Linked DNA regions of Mus musculus: region 1 is linked to region 2. The links are chromatin contacts, called in public HiCAR-type maps. All regions are on one chromosome and are shown on one strand. Each heading gives the region's core, a stretch centred on a gene start, on an enhancer-like site or on the middle of the called end of the contact. The rest is flanking DNA. Distances are from core to core; before and after follow the strand shown. Region 1 holds the start of Mecom (MDS1 and EVI1 complex locus). Region 2 holds the start of Tnik (TRAF2 and NCK interacting kinase).

Evidence for each region. HiCAR-type assays count read pairs that join an accessible place to other places.
Region 1: a contact with region 2 is called in a HiCAR-type map of astrocytes, with 2.5 times the contacts expected there. The contact joins the promoter of Mecom here to the promoter of Tnik in region 2. A contact is called at or near these places in 3 of 484 Hi-C or Micro-C datasets (all in embryonic stem cells) and 2 of 115 datasets of contacts at active chromatin or transcription factors (astrocytes and embryonic stem cells).

Annotation. Positions count from the first base shown.
Region 1 is chr3:30,508,491-30,513,932 of GRCm38.p6, forward strand. Mecom (MDS1 and EVI1 complex locus) reads right to left here and starts at 1,269. Exons shown (of 16, transcript NM_001370769.2): 1 at 940-1,269. The coding sequence starts at 976.
Region 2 is chr3:28,261,563-28,267,216 of GRCm38.p6, forward strand. Tnik (TRAF2 and NCK interacting kinase) reads left to right here and starts at 1,652. Exons shown (of 33, transcript NM_026910.1): 1 at 1,652-2,137. The coding sequence starts at 2,081.

The sequences.
Region 1 (5,442 bases), core at 19-2,518, 2.2 Mb after region 2:
GCAGCCCGCCCCCTGGGGGTCACTCGGCGCCCTGCCAGCCCGGGCTTCTCGGGTCGGAGCGCGCCCTCCTGGCCTTACGGAGCAGCGTTCTCGGCTGGCCGCGCGCCCTCCACGCCCGGGCCTGAGAACGCCGGCGCGGCCTCCGCTCTCCCCACCTGCCGAGTGACTCTGCGGAGCCGAGAGCTCGGCGCTGCCGGGGTTCCCCCCACCCATCCCCAGGACCGTGTCCCCCCCGGCCCCCCTGCCTCCCCTTCCCCAGGGCTCCCGCCGCGTCGCACACGCCGCCGCGTACAAGGACCGAGCGCACAGCGCCCACTACCGCAGCCGCGGCTAGGCGCAGCGCCGATCGCCCGCGCAACTTGCAAGCGGCCGCCTCGCAACTTTTCCCAACTCCATCGCGGCCGGCTGCGGCCACAGCCACCGCGGCTCCCTCGGAGCCCGCCACCCGTCCCAAACCCCAGAAACAAACAGAGCTTCAGAAAGGCGCCCTTCCCCTGCCCGCCCCCCCCCCACCCGCTTCCCCCCTCCTCCCGCTCCGGGAACTAGCTGGTTGGCCAGAGGCGACTCTCCCCCGCCTGGGGGGGGAAGGGAGGGGAGGGGGACACACTCTCCTCTCCCCCCACCCCTTCGCGCTCACTCGCGCGCGCCCTCCTCCCTCCCTCCCAGCTTTTTGCTGCCCCCACCCCCACCCCGGAGTTGCCACAGCTGGTCCTGGTGCGGGGCTCAGGGCTACCGCGCTTCCACTGCGCCCAGAGCAGGAGCCAGGGCGCGGAGGCAGGAATCGGCAGGTTGCTCCGGCTGCCGGCTGCGCTGTGCCTGCCTTCCACCCCAGGCCCCCCGCGCCAAAGCAGCCCGCGCTCTCTCCCCGTGCGCTAGACACAGATACGCAAGATGGCAGAGAAGGGGGGGAAGCCAATAGAAAAGGGATATTGCACCTACTTGTGGCCAGTTTCCTTGCCCTGCCTTTGGATCTCATGCTGTGCCCAGTCCTGCAGCCGCTGCTGGGTGGTTAGGTTTTTTTTTTCTTGGATCTTTTCCTTCTTTTGCTCTCTCTCTCCCCCTCCCTTCTCTCTCTCTCTCTCTCTCTCTCTCTCTCTCTCTCTCTCTCTCTCTCCTCTGTCTCACACACGCACACACACGCACACACTCGGTCTTTCACTCTCTCTCCCTCCCTCTCTCTCTTTCTCTCAATCCACACTCGCTATCTCTAGCATTGTCAGTTTGGACACCTTCGCACATGCGCGTTAGACGCCCCTCCAACATCTCAGCGCCGCCAAAAAAAGTTTGGAGCGATTTATCACTTTGATTTGGAGATCTTGTCAGATGGCAATCGCCGAGGAGGCGGAGAAAGGGAGCTACGGGGAGGGCGGCAGGGGGCGGGGAGCGAGCGCGGGGAGCTGGAGGGGAGCAGACACTTCGCCCAAACGGGAAAAAAAATAAAAAGAAAGAAAGAAAAAGAAAAGAAATGAAAAGTCTTGGACAGAGAATTGATTCGTGGGGCAGAGGACTATGTCTGTGTGGGAGTCAATAAGCCTGCATTATAATTATTATTAATGTTTTCTCCACCATAAATTACATTGTCTGTAGGGGAACCGAGCGGAGGAGGGAAAAAAAACTTTAGGATAAATCTTTCCGTCTACACAAGAACTAGGCTGAGGACTGGACCGTGAACGTGTTATCAGAAGGCGAGAAGCATCTTGAACTTCAGAGCTCTGCCCTTGCTGCCGCTCTCTCCTTCTGAAGTTCCTGGGGCTTCCGCTTTGGATGAATAACCGGTTCTCGATTTTAGCTGTAATACCAACGGTAGCTGCCATCCTAGGAACATTTCAGTAGTCTGTTTCCATCAAGTAGCAACAATCGCCCTTGATGCCCAGGTCCCGCCGGGCTGAACATTTGACATCCAAGACCTCCTGCCTTGCCTAAGGTCGGCCGGCACCTTCCGGCCTCCTGCTGCTACCCAGCCCGCCTGCCATTTCCACTCACTCACTGAAACCTACAACCTCTGGGGTCACCAGAAGGAGGAAGGGGGGAAATTCCATACGCATACCTAGAAAATACAAAACGTACATTGTTGAAATGTGCCTAATTACAGAATTTACTAATGAAGTGTGCAGGCAGAAATGAAGGCGCAAGGGGTTAGGTGTGTTCAAGGTATGAATCACTCCCAACTCAGTATGGATTTTTCTTAGTACAACCTTCTTGCATTAAACAGTTGTGTTCAATACCTTCCACGTGCTATTTATGTCTCCATTAATATCTGCTGCAAATCCTGCCAGACACCATAAAAGAAAATTGCCATCTTTTCCGTGCGGTGCTGCTACCATCCTAAAACTCAAGTCGGAAGAAGCAGGAAAGTCCTGGTCTCTCCTCTGAGAGAGCAAGGACGAGCAGGGTTGTTGGGAACTCAGTTGCACCTGTTGGTATTCATTTAGTTTGAGCTCAGACTGCGGTTGTGAGAGAGCGAATATCTAGGTTCAATTCCCAGGGGCTTCGGTGGCCAAGCTTACAGGACCTACCTCATCTAAGAATACCCACCACCTTTCCCTCCCCAGAGCTGTGTAATTCCAGGAGCATTCAGACATAAGATACAGGTCCCTAGAGAACCAAGCTACAGCTCCCAAGGGAGACAGATGTGTAACCTTGAAATATGAGGGAGAGACAGGGGAAGTAAAGGAGGAAATGGCAGAGAACCGGAGTGAAAACAGCTTCCAGAGGAGAAAATGCTGGAGCCCACACACACATGAATCCCAGGGAATCCTGCCATCTCCATCTCCCCTCCCCCACAGAGGCACCTGGGATTTTACAAGACCTACTAGAGCTCTAGTGGCCTACTGCATGCAGGTGTATGTGTGTGTGTGTGTTGGTACTTTTAATATGTGCAAAGCTACTACTGCTTGTATGGATACAGGTCTACTACTCTAAAAATCTTCCCCAAAATCTACTAGCTACTCTGTTTAGGAGCGACCTCCTTCTGACCAGCAAATGTTCTCCTAGGAAAGGGGGTGTGAGGTTCTAGAGTTTTGCAGAGGTCAGATTCTTTAGGGAAAAGTTCTAGGCGAACAAACAAGGGCTTCATACAGCAGCTTCTCGTCTGTAAGAGACTTTGTGAGGAGCATTACTTGGGCCAGAACACAGGGGACAACCCAAGAGGATCCCAGCTCTCAGCACCTAGAATTGTTTGCCCCCCGCCCCCATCCCCAGAAAGTGGAATTCTCCAGGGCCTGGCACCTGGAGACAGCAGAGTATCTTAGAAAGAAAATTCAAGGTGGAAGATTTCATTTTGCTGGCCACCCTGTGGAGAATAAAAGCAAAACATAGATGTGGGAAGCAGCCACCCTCCTTTCTCACCTCCCCATCCACCCTTCTCACTTCCCCAGTTCCGTTCGCCTAGCCCCCAAGGAGTCTGCCAATACCTGAGTTGGATCTGGTGGAAGTTTTTAAGAAAGGAAGGGACCATGTTGCCAAACTCCGAGATTAAGAACAAGACCCACTTGGACTCTGGACTTATTTGCGCTTTGAAAGAATAAATCTTGTGGCTGACTGTAGGGTAGGGTGGTTTCAGTAAAGGGCGAAAGACAGAACCGAATCAACAGTCTCCAAATCACCAGATGCAAAGATCTGTCTTTTAAACTTTTACAGAAAGTTGGGATATTAGGGCAGTGGTAGGTGGCTGGGGTACCCACTCCTTCTGGCGTTTAAAGTCCCCGTCCTCATCTTTCAGTGAACTGGTCTTTTACAAAGGTCTTTCTAAAATTTCAGCAGAAGTGGTTGAATCCGGCTTCTTGTAACTGCAGTAGCAAATACAGTCTTTTGTGTCCTCAGGCCGAATCAGTATGAAAAGACGTGTCACCTTTCTTCAAAACATAAAAAAGTAAATTAACTAAATCAAAGGAGTCATAATATTTTTTTTCAACTTCGAAGCTAATTTCTTTTCTTTCTCTTTCTCTCATTCTTTTCTTTCACTGTCTCTTGTTTCCTGCCCTAAGTGTGCAGTAATTAAAAAGCTATGTTGATAGTTCAAGTGTGCTCAACCTGATGGAGCGAATGCCCTCAGATGGCTGTGGACCTTCACCGCCGGCTATGAGGTGGTTCCCTGCGGCTGCCCCAGCGGATTCTCATTCCCTGTCAAGTCCACCTGTCCCCAGTCCCAGGCGTGAGATCACAGCAGGTGACTTTCTGTTGCCACCTCTGGAGTTGCTAACACCTCTGACCACAGATCTAAGCAGTCCAGGAAAAGGGGGGGGGGGCTGACAAACTGGTGAAGTTGAAGCTGCTTTCTCTGTCCCCACACGCGCCTTTCCTTCTGCTCGAATTCGTTTCCTGGGGGACAGACTTAGGACAGACTTAGGACAGACTTAGGACAAGTTTTTCTTGCCTTTCCTTCTATGGAAACTGGCATTCTGGAAGTGGTGACAACTTGGAAAAATTCATGAGCTTAATAACTGTTTGGGTTTGTTTGGGATGTGTGTGTGTGTGCACATGTGTGTTGTTTCCCCGCCCCACCCCCGTCCTTCCTTTCTTCCTTTCTTTGAGCAGAAATGGGGAGATAGAGGTAGGAGTGGAAAGGAAGACAAACTATTGAAAAGGAAGAGGCAGGTCAGTATTCCTCTTTCCAACTGTGTCTTTAATTAATGCTAGAAACAGCAAGGAACCGGAAATGTTTTTTTTTCCTTTCCTGGCACTATAATTGAGCCAACCCCACAGTACCTTTAGAAGAAAGTTTGAATTCTTTATGGAGGTATTTCTTGGCCTATTGTCTTTGTGCAGTGAACTCTACATGCTATTGAATCGAAACCTACATTTGCCTGGCTACCAGAAAGATTAATTTAATCATTGTAATGTAATTATTAATACTGTTTACCCAACGCTGAGTTTCAGGTTGGCTGTTAAGAAATTAAACTCTCGCTGGGTGACCAGAGGTAGGCAGGAGTCTCTTCATGTTGAAATGAAACAGTTCTCTTTATTTAGTCTCAGAGTCCAGCTTTCGGCCAGGGGTTCAATTAGCCAAAATGGAAACAATTTTCATTCATTGCAATAACTCTCTCGTTCTGGGGATCGCTTTCAAAATATACACTTTATTATTATACGCTGACCTCGGTGGCGTGGTGTGGCAATAAAAGAAAGAGGCAGGGAGATCTATCTAGCCCCCTTGGGCTATAATTATTAGAAATTAATTGGGTTCAGGACCCTGGGTAGCCTAGCTAAATTAATAGCTTGTCTGGTGGTTTAAATCCGAATTTTCAGTCCACAGGAGAGAAAGGGAGAGCGTCACAGACATGAAATGCAGACCCAAGGGACGCCTGAGTTTACTTGCAAGACACTCATCTATTAAACAGTATCCAGAATACATTGGAGCTGGGGAGAGGGGGCCGGAGTAGGAGGGGGTGGAGGCGACCAGAAAGAAGAAAGCAGTAAAGACCAGGAGGGAGGCTGAGAGTGTAC
Region 2 (5,654 bases), core at 402-2,901:
AGAAGAAGAAGAAGAAGGGAAGAAGAAGGAGAAGGAGAAGATGATGATGACACACAAGGAAAAGTGTGGTGGAGGGAAAAGATGGCTTCTACTTGGTCCCTTCGTGGAGGCTTGTGGGTTCGGAACAGCATTCTAGTTTCATGGTATGGTTTAGAGAGCACATGACCCACCCCAATGAGTCCAAGACTAAACAGTCCAGCTAACACTAATTTCATTAGTGTTGGTCCGTTCATTCATTCTTTCAACTTGTTCTGAAGCTCATAATTAGTTTATTCTTCATGACTTTAAAAAGAAGTGGCAACAGCCCAAGTGTTGGTGTCCATGTGTAATCTGAGTACTTGGGTGGGCGGGGGGGGGGGGGTCATTTGCAGGACAATGAGGAGTTCAAGGCCATCCCCAGCTGCACAGTGAAGGGAAGACTTCCTTTAAGTACTTAAGATCTGTCTCATAACCATACCAAATCAAACAACCAATAAGATAAATCAAAAAGAACCTCTACTCCCCCCAAAAGAAAACAAAACAAAAAGTCAAATAAAAATCAACCCCCCCCAGTATGTTTAGCTTTTTATCTCAGTAGATGCTAGAGGAACACTCAGAACTATTGATGAGTTGAAGCCAGTGGGAAGAGTTCACTATAAATGTTTTCTTCCGACGTATTTTGCGTGGCCAAACTAGGAGACAGGCAAGGATGCGAGAGGGTTGGGGAAGTGACTTTACACTTTTGATAAAGAATGACGGGTTACCACTGCAAACACCCAGCTCTTGAGTGAAAAAGCGAGCGAAGTCAAATAGCTCGCGGGTCAGGGCTCACTATCCTAGAGCCAAACTTTCTCCATGAATCCAGGTAGGTCACCGCGGAAAAGCTACAAAGGAGGAAACACTGGGTTAGGTACTATGTTGCCCAATTAATGTCGGCCTTGGAGTCACCTGAATCCTTCGAGCTACTGCACCCAGGGAGCAAGCTTCTCTTTTCAATTCGGTCATTTCCGTGGGGAATTGCGGCACGCGCAGGTCTTGGGTGTGGCGATATCCAGACAGAGCTCACATCTCTCGGATTTCCAGCTTCTAGCAAACCTACTCAGCCTAGAGAACCACAGACGATTCGGGCCTGCCTTCCTGCAACCCAGTGGCCGCGAATGACCGTGACCCTGTGGCCACTGCTCAGCACCAAAGCCAGGCTGCCGGCTCGGCGCGTGTGAGCTTCTCCCCAACTCGCTCTGCGCGGGGAGGCGGATCCCCTTCCCTGCGCACAAGTCCTTATATGCACCGGTTGCACCGGCCCGCCTTTACTCCAGCCCCACAAATAATTAATGGGGGAGGGAGGACGCTGCTGCCTTTTCCCGCTGCCTCTCCCCACCACCCTTTTCACCATTAGAGTATCTGAACGCAGTCAAGAAACCCCAAGATACGATCGAAGAGCCATTTTGGTGCACTGCACAAATTGGACACATTAAAAATATATATTCAGCATTCAGGCTCCTGCACAGAGAGGCTCAAAAACGGCTGTTTAGATTCAGCACTATTAACCCTCAAAAGCTGGGGCGGAAAGGGTGCGTACCCCTCCCCCACCCTGGCTAGTGGCGGAGGGACCCGGTCAGGAAGCGCGGCCTCTCCCCAGTCGGAGACCACGCCTCTCCCCCCCCCCCCACTCCTCCCAGGAAGCGGTGATAGACAGTTCTGTGTGGTTCTCCACCCCCACCTCCCAGCTGAGTGGAGGAGTTGATATGTCTCATTATAACAGCCAATGCAGCCGCCATCCACGCACAAGCAAAGAAGCATGTCCCATTTAAATACACCCACGCAGCCCCAGCGCCCTTAGCCGATCAGGGCGCGCAGCCCACACGCACCGCGGCTCCGGGCTTGGAGATCCGCGCAGGTCGGGCTCCGGGATCCCGCGGATCGACGCTCTCGGAAGATCGGGATCGGACTCTTGCTGGGGCCCGGGTGGGCGGGGGAGGCTGGGCCCCGGGCCTCTCTGGCGGACAGCCGCATGAGGACGCGAGCGAAATAGACCGGGGTGGAATTGCCAAGGAAGACGCTTCGGGGTGGTTTTGGTCCATTTCTCCCGCGAAGAGTCGACATGGCGAGCGACTCCCCAGCTCGCAGCCTGGATGAAATCGATCTCTCCGCCCTGAGGGTGAGCAGAACGTGTTTTTTCCTTTTTTTCCAATGGTCTAGGGCTGAAAGAGGGAACGTTCCCTGCCTTTCTGTTCTAATTCCGGGGCAGCCGAGGGGTTCTAGGCTGAGCCCCTACCCCTACAGCAGGGGCTGGGCTCCCCTTGTGCTCCTAGGCTGTTCCCGAGGTTCCGCAAGGAAGCTGGTAGAGCTTGTCAGTTTCATCTTCGATCGGTGTAAGAGCATTACATGAAAGGCTGGTGTGTGTGTGTGTGTGTGTGTGTGTGTGTGTGTGTGTGTGTGTGTGTGTACCCGGGCAACCGTCTCGTGCCAAGGCGCGAGACCCGACTGCTCCTTGCTGCAAAAGATTCTCTTGGAGAAGAAAGGCACTGGCCCTTCACGTTTGCCAGCTACCTGCAAGATGCCATCGTGAGCTAGCTGTCTCTACCAGCGGACCCTGCTGCTCCAATGGAGCAGTAATTGCTGCTCTGGGCTGGTCTTGTAGGTGCTAACTGACTCCCTTCCCGGCTTCTGTCTCCGGTGCTGGGGCTCCGGCTCAGCTCTTCCCTATATGCCAGTGTGCACTCACCTTTATCTGTGGTTTGAACTCAGCCCTGCCTATTCCTTCCCTCGGTGACTGTGACCTTTCAGTTTTATGGCTGAACTTCAGCAGGTGAAAGAGAAGCTTAACCGCTTCTCCTCACCACACCGGAACTCCCTGGAGAGATTGTGTGTGCGTGTGTGCCTGTGTGCCTGTGTGCCTGTGTGTGTGTGTGTGTGTGTGTGTGTGTGTGTGTGTGTGTGTGTGTGTGTGTGTGTCCCAGGTCTGTGAACAGTCCTTTGTAAAACATATTCCCTTCCCCGAGCCCGGCCGCTTTGCCTTTACCTAATGAAACACCTCAGACGTCGTTCCATTGTATTGAATAAGACTTTAGTGATCTAGAATCCATTTTGCTGTTGTTTGAAAATCAGACTGCCAGGAATCCCATTGCAGCCTCGACGCTTCCCCACCCCCACCTCTAATCCCAGCACACTCCTTCGGGGAAGGGGGCCGAGCGCTCTTGCCATTTTAATTAGATGCTGCCTGCCAGGAAGGGGGTGAGGAGGGGTGGTGGCCTTGGCAGCAGCAGGCATCTGAGAAAGATTGGACACCAATCTCAGTTCCACTAGTTTCTTCCTCTCCCGAACTAAAAATAAAATAAACAGCAAATGCATATGCTTGATGCCTGGAGGGTAGGTGAGACCTAAGAGATGGTGTCTCATCTCATGTCACCCACCGCCAGTAGGGGTGGAAGTTCAGTGGTTCTCCGGAACACATTGTTAGATTGATGCTAGAATCTTGAGGCCGTTTACCTGTGTCTACTAAAGCCTTCCTGCCCTTACATTTCTCTACAAATATTTTAAGGGGCTAGATACCTGTCTGATGGAGGTGATACTTTTTCTTCAGGCTCCACGAGTCTCTTTTCTTCCCTCTCCTTGAATCCTTGCCCCTTCCCATATCTTTTGGTAGAGAGAGAGAGGTGACAATTCAGAGAGACAACTCGAAGGTTGAGGACTGACTGCCCTATGAAACGGCCTGTTGTGCTAGTGGGGCAGCAGAAGCTCATTCATGCATGATTACAGTAAGCTGTCTGTTTTTCTGGTGCCCAAAGGCCACATTCAGAACCAGTGAGTAGCTAAGTGTGGGGGTTGGGAGCAGAGTGGGTGCTTTAAACAAGCGCGGCTTCCTCTTCACCCATGGTGTGTGCTCTACTTCTGTCTGGGAGTTGCTATGGTGTGAGTTAATCAGGTGGACCAGACTTGGAGAAGGAGGAGTGGCTAAGAGGTGGAGGCCTGAACAATGAGGCAGCCTTGTGATATAGCTGAGCAGGAATCTTAGCATCCTTCTCCCTGATATGATTTTTAAGTTGGGGGGCTGGGAGGAGGGGACTAGCTCCTGTGGGCAAGGTTTTCTGAGATACCAAGCACAGAGCACCTTGATGCATACTTGAGGAAACTCCCGGGCTCTGCTATGTGTATGTGGAACAGATATCTTTGTATGATTTACTGAGATTGCTCTTTGTCACCCAAGAAGCCCAATGAATTCTCTGCCTGCACTGGTGTGTGCAAAGAGCTAGGATAACAGCTACTCCCAGTGTCTGGGGGAGCTATTGGCTGGAAGACTTACATGCAGATGGGCAGACAGTTGTACTCAGCAGGCCTGGGAGCGTCAGGCAGTCTTGTGGTAGGCTAGGTGTGCAGGTCCGTTTGTCTCCGAGGGCCAGTAGGTGATGCCCACAAATGGAAGCGTAGATGGTGGCTGCCTTCCCAGATTTGGAGAGGTTGGTTCCTAAGCTTGCAGAGAAGTCCTTCTGAGGAAACCCTGACCCTGAATTGCAGGCAAGGTCAGTGGTGCAGCCCTGTCAGCCCCTCGACATCCCTGTGGCTCTTTAATGTATACAATCAATGCTCTTTGTAAGCCCTGGGCTTGGTGGTTTAAAAGCAGATCCTGTCTAGAGAGGCCTTTCTCCTTCTGATTTTGGGGGCTTATTGTTCTCAGTCAGTGATCCCAGACTGGGCCTAGTCTGAAATTCTCCCCAATTGGAACAATGCATAATTCAAACCAGAGCAACCAGTACCAGCCCTGTCATTTAAGCCATGCAAAATATGGGTGGGATTTTGTTGTTGTGGTGGTGGTGGTAGTGGTGGTTTTGTTTTTGTTTTTGTTTTTGTTTTTGACTAAAATGAAGTGGGGTTTATGATTAGGAAATAATCAGAATTCCATGAGTCCTCATGGCAGGATTCATGAAGCTCAACTAAGTCTTGAATGTTAGGTAGGGGATGGTTTTATAGATGAGAGCTGGAAAAGAATCTTAGAACACTGGCCCATTCCTGTAGTGTGACACTCTGGAAGCTGAAACCCAGAGAGGTAAACTTTGCTGTCCAAGGTCACACAGCCAAGGGGGAAATAAAAGTAGCCAGAGGAAAGAATATGGTTCCGGACTCCTCAGTCTGCTCTCTAAGACACATCATTTGATCATTTGTAGCTGGAAATGAAGTCAGTGAGATGTTTTCTGCTAGTAGGGAGGGCAAGAGAAATTAATCATTTGACCAGGGGCATGGATTTTTTTGTCTTGAGAGTGGAAAACCTACTAGAAACAGTGAACTTACCAAATCAAATGACCAGAACTATCTGGCACCTTTGGAATGTATCTTGCCTAGCCTTCTTTCAGTCTCTTCTTCGAAGTCAAATAGACATCTAAATCAGATAGGACAGATGGTGTCCTGCGCTGATAACCTCTCTCAGTAACCCTTCTCCATCTGAACATGTCCCAAGGGGTCCGTCCAGACATGCACATTATTCAGATACCTCCGTGTGTGAGGTTTCTGATGTCCATGCATGCTTTTTAAAATTGCTGGAGTTGCGGATATTACATGTAGTATTACAGCGGATATTACATGTAGTATTACAGCGGATATTACATGTAGTATTACAGCAGATATTATATGTAGTATTACAGACTAAGTTCTCTCCATGTGGGTGTATGAAAATGTGTATG